2 separate regions of the Mus musculus genome follow, and region 2 is linked to region 1. Evidence: chromatin contacts called from public HiChIP or PLAC-seq data. All regions are on one chromosome and are shown on one strand. The core of a region is the stretch at or near the end of the contact, and the rest is flanking DNA. Distances in the headings are between cores, read along the strand shown. Region 1 holds the start of 9430038I01Rik (RIKEN cDNA 9430038I01 gene). Region 2 overlaps Glrx3 (glutaredoxin 3).

Region 1 (5,321 bases), core at 2,000-4,499:
ATCAAGTTGACATAATACTAGCCAGCACAGCTGTACAAAGTGCAGAAGTACACAGTGCACAGAGCTGTGGGCAGAAGCTGGAAACTATTCTCAGCTCTACAAGGAACCAAACAAATGCATTTGCATGTGAGCACCAGAGGTGAGGGAGGGGGAGGACAGAAAGCCTCTGCACAAGAAGCTACATAACTAAGCCACTCTGGATTATTAGATAAAAGGCTAAGAAGCAGCCAGGGGACCACCTTGGGTATCATTTATCAGGCACCATCCATCTTGTTTTTTGAGACAAAGTCTCTCACTGGCCTACAGCTAACCAAGTAAACTAGGCTGCTCTGATCAACTAGCCCCAGGGATCTGCCTGTCTCTGACTCCCCAGAGACATTTGCGGTTACAAATGTGGCTTTTTCATTTGATCTCTGGGGATTGAACTCACTTGCACCACAAGAAAGAATTTCATTGGCTAATCTCCCCAGCTCCATCTTTTTTCTCTTGTGGGTGCTGCTGGAGATTGAACCCAGGGCCTTGTGCATATTAAGTACCTACTTTGCCACTAAGCCACGCCTACCCTAGTCTTATGGTAAAAAAACAAAAGGGCTGGTGAGTTGGCTCAGCAGGTAAGAGCACTGACTGCTCTTCTGAAGGTCCTGAGTTCAAATCCCAGCAACCACATGGTGGCTCACAACCATCCGTAATAAGATCTGATGCCCTCTTCTGGTGCGTCTGAAGTCAGCTACAGTCTTCTTATGTATAGTAATAAATAAATCTTTTTTAAAAAAACAAAAGGAAACAAAACAAAACAAAAACCTCAAAGTTGCCTGCTGGTGGAATAGTGGCTATGTCTGTAATCCCAGCACTGGGGAGGCTAAAATAGGAACAATTGAGAGTTCCAAACCAGCCTGGGCTACAAAGGGGAGAAGTTTCAAGCCACTGTGGGATAGGTAGAAAGATCCTGTCTCCAAAAGTGGAACCTAAAATAAAAGTAACACTTTGTTGTGCTGACTGGAAAGATGTAGCAGCATGCATTATGTCTACAGCCTTGTAGCAGCAAGGAAAATGAAATGCTGCATACCTGTCATCTCAGCTCTGGGAGGAGGCAGCAGGTCATTCTGGGTTATGTAACAGAATTTGAGGACAGCCTCAACTAGAGAAGACTCAGTCTCAAAAAACTACTAAGAGGTAGTAAATGAGGGGAAAACCGAGTATAAACTGGTCAATATGCAAGGAGAAGAGATAGCACCATTCTGCTAACAAACTGCCTACTCCTAACCTCTTCCATGCCTAAGTCTCAACAAAGAACCATAAACTTACGTAAAACATTGAGTGCAGTTTGAAGTAAGTTTACGGTGTAAGTACATTTAAGTTTATGCAAGGAAATCAATCCTTACATTTTACCAATGAAGACTCGGGAGCCAGATGCTGGCACAAAAAGTCTCCTTGTTCAGAGACAGAGAAAACACCCAGCTGGCCTTCCTCCTCAGTCGATGTCCCAAAAGCCATGCCCCCCAAAAGCCATTCTCCCACACCTTCATCAAAGAACCCCTTTAACTGCGTGTCCTTCTACTTCCTGTGTATCTCTCTGTCCATCTTCCTGCCTTCCTCCTTACTCTCTATGACGTTTTAATACTTCTATGTTCACTTCCTGTCACCTGTTGCTTGTTCTGCCTATTGACCATGGCTGACTTTGTTTTATCCTGTTTACAACAGTCAAGCTAAAAACGTTTGCATTTAAAGGTGTGTGCTAGGGCTGTTTTCCCAGTAAATAACAGAATCTGAGGGTTGAAGAGTGTGATCAAATATCCTGCAACAATTGAGGGTTCTTTTGTTTTGTTTTATTGGTAATTTTTTTTTTGTAACTCAACTGTGCAGGTACCTAGTGAGAACTCTAGAGGTTGTTGCAATGTCAGATGCCTTGCAGGCTCAGCTCCTGGGCAGCACTTGGCACAGCCAGCTTAGCCTACCCAAAGACTTCCACCTTCCCTTAAAGGAATGCTTAACTTCCCCTTGCCTTCTCCCCAGGTTTGGGGCAGGAAGTTAGGTGTCTTCTACAGACTAAGCACCTGGGCTTTCATAGTGCTCCATTTATAGGCTTGGCAGATATGGAACCGGTCTACAGAGACCTGTCTCTTAACCAACTATCAGACTATTCAAACAATGGATTCCAAAGAAATGGTAATTTCTCCAGGAATCTCACGCCAGCGTCCCAGAGCGGCGGCTTCGAGGGGGGGGGGGTAACTTGTCTCAAAGAAAGATTTCACACAGTTCTGTCAGACCCCTTCACAAGATGACACTGAAGGTGTGGGAGTGGTGGCTCACGCCTTTAATCCCAGCACTTGGGAGGCAGAAGCAGGTGAATTTCTGAGTTTGAGGCCAGGCTGGTCTACAGAGTGAATTCCAAGACAGCCAGGGCTACACGGAGAAAGACACTCCCCGCCCCCCCCCCCCCCAAAAAAAAGGACACTGAAGCCTAGACAATGCTAGCCAGACTATACTTTTTTTTTTTTTTTTTTTTTTTTTGGTTTTTCGAGACAGGGTTTCTCTGTGTAGCCCTGGATGACCTGGAACTCACTTTGTAGACCAGGTTGGCCTCGAACTCAGAAATCCGCCTGCCTCTGCCTCCCGAGTGCTGGGATTAAAGGCGTGCGCCACCACTCCCGGCTCAGACTATACTTTTGACACGGACTTCTTAGATATTCTTGGCTCTCTATTTCAATTTTAGTCTCACTTCGGGACTCCTGAGTCAGACTAGGAGTGATTTCCTCAATCGCTTTGTTCCTCTTCGACTAGGTGTTTTAAATCTTTTCCCGCTTTCCAATTTTAACTTGGCTCTTTCAGTTTGTTTATGAGGATAGATCGCCAGAGCGGACTTGTGGCGCAAGTTGTGATCCATGAACTCCATAACACTCAGAATACTACAGCTTAAGTCAAGGGAGCACATAGCTCCTCATCTTTGCGCAAGCGCAGCGGGAGGGGCGGGACTGTCCTCTGCCTAGCTCCACCCAGGCCCCGCCCCTGGCCCCGCCTCGGCAGCAGGCTTACGACGTCCAGCCCGCCGGTCATCCGGAAGGACCTCGCCCCGGGCGCCCGCGCGCCAGCTAGGACGCCACCTCCCTCTGCCCACGCCCTGCCCGGAGCTTACCGCGTCCCCTGCCGCTGGCAGCTCCTCCGTCCTCCGCCGTCTCCAGCGGCCCGACGCCAGGCTGTCCATGCGGCTTCACGTACCGCCTCTCAGGCCACTCGGAGGCGGGAACCACTCGACCACGTGTCTGGAGAAGCCAATGAGGAGGCGTGGGGCGTAGCCTAGACTCCACTGACTGCCCTCGCAGAGGGGCTGCAGGCAGGAGTAGCCGAAACCCGAATCTCCTACGGCCTGAAGTGCGGGTAATTCTTCCAGCAGCCACAGGTCGATGCCTCGCAAGCCCAAGCCGTGAGTGGCTTGTCGATTCTCGGTTCACAAAGTCAGTCCCAAAGGGCGTTTGTTTAGGATTTGCCACCCTTCGGCAACCCTTGGTCCGCGGGAGGCACGCCCTCCTCTCCTTCCTTGTGATTGGTTACTGAGTCCTGATAAGTAGATCCACGGACCAATCGGCACGCCTGAGGCTGCGCTGGGCGTTGTCTTTGGGAGTTGCAGTCTGACAGCTATCAGTTTTGCTCTATGGTACAAGAGAACTCGAATTCTCAACCTGGCCTAGTGGGCAGAGTCCTGCTGTGATTTTGCTGGCGGGTCGAGAGCATACACAGGAACACCGTGACCTGGGGCAGGGACAGCCACAGGCGTCGGGGATACGGAGTGGCTCTCGGCCTGGCTTTACGGAAAACTACACACTTGACTTCTCAGAAGCTATGCCAGGGTTCCTGCTGCAGCTTGAATAGGCTCTCCCTCTCCTCCCTCCCTCCAGGGCCCACCGCAAAGTTCTGAACTGTTCTCTACCAAAGCTCCCAGACCCCCATGCTTTATTGACGAATTAAATTAGAGCCAGTTCTTTGGCAGTGATTGTCTAGCAGTGGGCCTGTGAACTGGTTTGAACCAGTGGGAAGTAGAGAAGCTGCTTGGAGCAGAGACCGTAAGATCCCCTTTTCCAGTTCCAGTGTAGTGTTAGCTTCCTGGGACGATGGCAGCCTTCACATCACGAGGACAGCTAGTGGCAATGCTAGTGGGAAGTGAAGTTTAACACGAGATGGATTGTCGCAATCTCGTGTCACACACCCTTCCTACCTGGTGTATCTTTGGAATTATGAATCTATTGAATTTTTTAAAAGGCTTGGCAGTGTGTCTTGGTGTTGGAGTGCTTCCCTAGTGTGTTAACTGGGTGTTGTCTAGAGGAACCAAACAGGGTCTTAAAGACAGGAAGGTAGATGGAGGAAGGAGGATCAGAAATTCAAAAGTCAGAGGCTTGTGAAATGGCTCAGCGGGTAAGAGCACTGACTGTTCTTCCAAAGGTCCTGAGTTCAAATCCCAGCAACCACATGGTGGCTCACAACTACCCAAAATGAGATCTCATAATGAGAGCCGACACCCTCTTCTGGTGCGTCTGAAGACAGCTACAGTGGTACTTAATAAAATGAATAAATCTTTGGGCCAGAGCAAGCAGGGACTGAGCAAGCAGAGTTGACCTGAGCAAGTGGGGCAACCAGAGCAAGCAGAGGTCCTAAAAATTCAATTCCCAACCACCATATGGAGGCTCACAGCCAGCTGTACATGTACTCATATACATAAAATAAATAAATAAATCTTTAAAAAAAAGAAATTCAAAAGTCATCATCATAGTGAGGTGGAGGTTAGTCTGGGCTACTAGAAACTGTCTTAAAAACAAAACAGGGGCCTGGAGATATGGCTCAGCAGTTAAGAGCACTGACTGCTCTTATAGAGGAACTGAGTTCAATTCCCAGCAACCACATGGTAGCTCACAACCATCTGTAATGGAGTCCAATGCACTCTTCTGGTGTGTGTCTAAAGACAGCTGCAGTGTACTTGTATAAATAAACATAAATAAATCTTTAAAACAGAACAAAACAGGGCTTGGTTTGTTGGTGTACACCTTTAATTCCAGCATTTGGGATGCAGAGACAGGCAGATCTCTGTGAGTTCCAGGCCAGCTTGGTCTGCATAGAGAGTTCTAGCCAACCAGGGTTACGTAGAAAGACATTGTTTCAAAACAAAATAAACAAACAAAAACCATGGCCTGGAGAGATGGTTTATTGATTACCAGCATCTATTGCTCTTGCAGAGTGCATGTGTTCAGTTTCCCCAACCTATGCCATCTGACTCACAATTGCCTAAAACTCCAGGGGATTCAACATCTTGGGCTGGCACTCACATACATGCC
Region 2 (5,321 bases), core at 1,483-3,982, 45 kb after region 1:
TGTTTCTAAGTGAGAAGCAGTGCAAGCAGTTGCTAATCATACCCTCTCACTGTCGCTCACAGGGATGCCTTTAAAATGGGCTTTAGGTACTTTCTATAACCTTGGAGTCTAAAGTGTAGATGAAGGTGAAGAAATGCCACTTTATTCTAAATGACATTTCAAACTTCAGAATTCTCAGAAAGTCGACCGGTTAGATGGTGCACATGCCCCAGAGTTGACCAAAAAAGTCCAGCGACACGTGTCTAGCGGAGCCTTTCCTCCTAGTACTAATGAACATCTTAAAGAAGACCTCAGCCTTCGCCTGAAAAAGCTGACTCACGCTGCCCCCTGCATGCTGTTCATGAAGGGAACACCTCAAGAACCACGCTGTGGTAAGAAGCCGATCCTGATGATTGGAACAGAATGTCCTTGCCTGCATGGGTGCTGTTGATGTGTAGAGTTAGGCTGGTCACTCCCTGTGTCATGCCAGTCATCTAGCTGTCAGTGTCTGTATACAGAGGACATGGGAGCCGGAGGGAGTGGGAGGGAGCCAGAGGGAGCGGGTCTTTGGAAGTAACTGGGTTCGAGTTTTCTCTGTTTCCTGTCAGAGTCATCAGGTACAAAGATAACTTGCTCATGTGGTAGTTGAGCTGGGGGAGGGATTAGGTTCCAGCTATCTGTCATATTGCGTCTCTATTAATGGGTCTTTGGCCTATATAGGTTTTTTAAAAAGGTGTGTGTGTGTGTGCGTGTGTATGTCTTTGTGTGTATATGTGTCTCTTTGTATGTGAGCATAGCATGTAGGCCCAAGAGGCTAGAAGATGATGTTGGATTCTCTAGAGCTGCAAGTAGAGGCGGTTGTGAGCTTCCCAACATGTGTGCTGAGAGTGAACAACTAGTACAAGCACTCTTAACCTCTGGGTCATCCCTGCAGCCCAGTCTGTCAGGGTGTGCATGTGGTTGTGCGTGTGCGCATGCCAGAGAGGACATGGGAGGTTCTTTGTCAGTTTCCACCCATCATTTGAAGCAATGTCTGGAACCTGCTAGGCTGGCAAGGCCCAGTCATATTCCTGTCTCCATCCTCTGGGAGCTGGAGTTAAAATTGTGTACTGACTCAGGGGTTGGTTGTTATGTGCACGCTGGGATATAACTCCGGTCTTGAGGGTTGTGTCGAAGCACTTTTCTCTCCTGAGCATCTCTGGCTTGTGTACTTTGCTCTGAACAGTTTTCTTTCTTGGCAGCCTCTTTCTCATCTTTTTGTTTAGATTTCATAATTTAACAGCTTGAGGGCTTTCTCATTGGGGCCTGAGCCTGCTTTGTCTTCCTGCTTCCCGTCTTGTTGCGTGATGCCATTTTTCATCCACTGCTGTCACTTCCAGTGGATAGCTGTCAGTAGATTACAGATCACTGAGTCTGGCTTATCGTTCCGCGCACTCTGAGCGTGAGGGTGCGTGTACTTTCACCCTTAAGTAAGCTCTGTAATCATCTGCCCCTTACCCCCTGGAATTGAGCTTATGTTGTTTTCTTTTTACTGTGTCTACTACAACATTATTATGCTACATAATTGGGTTTTTAATGCCTTTGATGATTGTGTTGAGACTCTAAGGGTGTTTATTTATTTCAGCTGCACTAGAGGGGTTTATTAAGATGGGTGACTGGCAGTAGAGTTGGGGATGCTGTTGACAGGGTTACTGTGTCCAGTGTGACTGGAGAGAGCTGTGCTGCCATCTGAGTGGGCTCTACGCTTCCTTCCTCTCTCTCTCTCTCTCTCTCTCTCTCTCTTTCTCTGTGTGTGTGGTCAGGAAACAGTTTATTTCATTAACAGTAAAGGATCTTGTTATGTTCTATTAAAAAGATGAAGAAGTGATGTGATTCCTTCTCGCTTCCTTTCTGTCTGAAAGGTTGCCCGGGCAGTGTCCTTTTGAGTCAGCCTTCCTGGGTCTGCCCTTGAGTGAAGTAGTGACAGGGAGCAGATATGGTGCTTTTTTGTTACTTTATTTTTATTTATTTTTTAAATTTATTTTATGTATGTGAGTACACCATCACTGTATTTACACACATCAGAAGAGGGCATCAGATCCCATTACAGCTGTTCTGAGCCACCATGTGGTTGCTGGGAATTGAACTCAGGACCTCTGGAAGAGCAGTCAGTGCTCCCAACCACTGACCCATCTCTCCAGCCCCTGATACTTTATTTTTAATGAGGGTTGGAATTATTGCCCTCTCTGGTGCTTCATCTTGTCTAGATGAGGACGTTTCTTATTCCAGTCTAAAGGGCAATAGGAAGGCCTGTAAAATAGTAAAAGCCTCCATGGCAGGTTATACATAGCAAACTGTCTATGCAGTACCCTAGTCTTTTTTGAAACTCAACAGTACCACTCTGTAAATCTCTGCTGATAAGCTAGTGATATTGGCAGGAGGCAAAATTGGTTGGCATAGTGTTACCAGGCAGCAGAGGTGGGGTGCTTGTGTCACTTGCTGGCTTCAGCCCTGCCATTGAAGTTGGCCCTGCTCAGGAACTAGGTACAAGCTAGGTACTAGAAGTACCTTGGCTTTCAGCTGCTCTGGAGGGTGCTGGCTGGGGCTTGTTACCGAAGGTCTTTCAGTGCAGGGGCTTTCTAATATTTCAAACATCAGTGGCAAACAGAAGTAGTCATTTTTAGAAATTAACTTTTAGGTTCGTATACATTGGACTGAGAGAGGATCTTTACCCCTCCCCCATGCTATCTCAAGCCTCGTCCAGTTCCAGCTGGTTCTCTCCCTTCCTTTGCAGCTCTCTGCTGCTCTCCTGTTGCCTGTGTTTCACCCTCTGCTTCCCTTGTCAGAGCTAGCGCCTCTTTTCCTCCTTCTCAGAATTGTGACATTCCCTATGCATGTGGATGCGTGTGCGTGTGCGCGCACACACACACACACACACACACACATACACACACACACACGCACACACGCACACACACACATACACACACACACACACACGCGCACACACATACATACACACACACGCACATACACACACGCGCACATACACACACATACACACACATACACACACATACACACACGCGCGCACATACACACACATACACACACACACACACGCACATACACACATATGCGCACACACACACACACACACACACGCACATACACACACATGCGCACACACACACACAGGTGCTCATATACAATTTTAAATCTAGTTTCTGCATACAAAAGAAAATATGTTACTTGTCTTTCTGAATTTGGCTTATTTAGAAATAGTGTATTTCCCTAAACTGAATTTCTGACCTATTGAGGTTTTTTATGTTGTGACAATCAGACTACAAATAGAATAAAAAAAAATTTAGATATTTTAGAGCAATGAAAAACAAGATATTTAGGCATTTAGATAATGAAAAAAAGGTAGAATGTTAGATGCATAAAGATTTAGCTGCTAGTTCTTCTAGTTCTTCTTAGGTGCCGCCTTTTTGTTTTCTAACAGTTCTGCGCCTTTTCCCCTGATACTTAGTTTCTTTTTACGTGTCTTCCTTCCTGGTACATAGAGCAAAGGTGTGTGGCTTCACTTCTGTTCTTGCTTGCTGAGCTGCCTAGTATGGAACGATCTCTGTTCCATATTGACACTCCAGTGAAGAGTGTGTGCTAGCCCCTTCATAAAACACAGGTCATCTCTGAAATCAAGTCGTTTCTCAGATGCAGCAGGGGTGATTTTGAGAGCACTCTGCCACTCAAACTGCTTTGCTCCTGGCTCAGCATCTGTTGTGGAGCAGGGGTACACTTGCATTTGAATCGGTGGCCCTGGCCTTGGTTTGTGTTACCCAGAAAACTTTAACATTTGTACTCCATATCCAAGAAAGTGGGAAACCGTTTCCAGAGCCTGTCTGTTCTAGAGCAGTAGAGGCTACAGCTGCCCCTTCTGCTCTCTGGATTCCGTCTGCAGAGTTTATGGCGACTTAGAAGCACAGCCCCGGGTCGCCTGTCTTCTGGCTTCTCAGAAGGATAGGAAGAGAGCTTGCTTACTTTCGAGGAGGTTTTCAGAATCATTGAGGTTCCTTAGCAGGGTAATGAGGTTTTTGGGGGACTCCCAGCTATTGTGGGTAAAGCTCTGGTAGATGTTTGCCGTGGGAGCTTTGGGAGTCGGATGCAAAGCACAAGTGTAGAAATACTCTTAGGGTCTTTTAGGTAGTTATTAAATGTGGCAGTTAGGCTTATTACTCATGTCACAAGTGGAAATGACTGCACATAGAAATGGTGATTTTGTGGTAAATGAGATTTTTTTTTTTAAACTTTTAAGTGCTTCTGTTACATGCTTGCATTTTTCTTCAGGAGTGTATAAATATTTTGTTATTAGAATAAAGCCTTATTACTACTTTATCCTTAAGCATAACATTTCCAGTCTGCCACTTTAACCCTTAAAAATGAAACCCTACCAATCAATCTTTCTAGTCTGCATGTAATGGCCTAAAGCCAAAATAAAGCCTTTTCTCAGCCAGTTACAGTAGAAACGAGCTAATATGTTGGGAACAGAATAACCATCAGCAGTCAGCCGTTAGCTGTTTACTAATGAACTCCCAGATGAGTGAAAGCATTCAGGAACAGTGTTTGACTTGAGGCTGTGCATGAACACACACTTCAGCTTGTGTGCTGCACACTCTCCTCGTGCTTCATCTCAGCCACTGCAGAGCTGCAGAGAGCGTTCGGAGCTCAGCTCGAGGCCCATGTTCTTAATAGTAAGTGTACTTTTGGGTGACGTCAGGTAAGACCATTGCAGCTCATCTTATACTGAATTTCATGATTTGTTTTTATTTGAAAATAACTGCTGATGTGGGGAAATCTTAAAGGAAGAGTAGTTTACATTCCAGTGGATTAAGAGTATCTTTCAAAGAAAGGTGAAGTGAGAAAGAGGAAAGTGGTTTGGACTTGGAGGTGCTAATTGATAAGAATTTGCAGCTGGGAAGAAAAGTGACCTTTTCTCAGCCTGGACAGATAGGTTCATAAGACTGATGTGAACCCTGGCAGAAGATGGCTTCACCAAACTCTAAACTCCTGGGACAGATTTGTCACTATAGTGTACCTTCAAAGGGAATCATCATCCTGCACACTAAAGGGAATGTAAATAATTTCAACAAAGGCTGAGGTGGAGTCACATCAGCCTGTAGGTGATTCATGTAACAACAAAGAGAGTGTGAACACTGGCTGCTGACTTCACCCAAAGAGAGCACTTGTGATTCTGAGTGCCATCCATCCTGCTCAGACAGAGGTGGAGATGAGAAGCGCCTGCAGAAGTGTGTACACAGGCTCCCTGGTGTGGTGGAAGGACTGCACTTAGGTCTCACTGTAGT

Evidence for each region. HiChIP or PLAC-seq counts read pairs in DNA pulled down with a chosen protein or histone mark.
Region 2: an H3K27ac HiChIP or PLAC-seq map of embryonic stem cells shows a contact between it and region 1, with 5 read pairs. The contact joins the enhancer-like site here to the promoter of 9430038I01Rik in region 1. A contact is called at or near these places in 6 of 39 promoter capture datasets (embryonic stem cells, erythroid cells, liver and 2 more), 2 of 15 datasets of contacts at CTCF or cohesin (CD8 T cells and the NIH/3T3 cell line), 22 of 484 Hi-C or Micro-C datasets (CD4 T cells, CD8 T cells, the G1E-ER4 cell line and 15 more), 13 of 115 datasets of contacts at active chromatin or transcription factors (the 230-238 cell line, CD8 T cells, the HPC-7 cell line and 8 more) and 4 of 9 other capture datasets (adipose tissue, embryonic stem cells, liver and 1 more).

The regions. Positions count from the first base shown.
Region 1 is chr7:137,407,507-137,412,827 of GRCm38.p6, forward strand. It overlaps 9430038I01Rik (RIKEN cDNA 9430038I01 gene), which reads right to left and starts at 3,250. Exons shown (of 4, transcript NM_029886.2): 1 at 3,134-3,250. The coding sequence starts at 3,202.
Region 2 is chr7:137,453,244-137,458,564 of GRCm38.p6, forward strand. It overlaps Glrx3 (glutaredoxin 3), which reads left to right. Exons shown (of 11, transcript NM_023140.5): 4 at 170-371. Among named protein-coding and RNA genes, the nearest start is that of Glrx3, 18 kb to the left of the region's middle. Within about 2 kb of position 2,733, at least 9 of the 459 cell types and tissues checked have an H3K27ac peak or open chromatin away from gene starts, as enhancers often do. A contact at or near this core is called in embryonic stem cells, where this site is marked.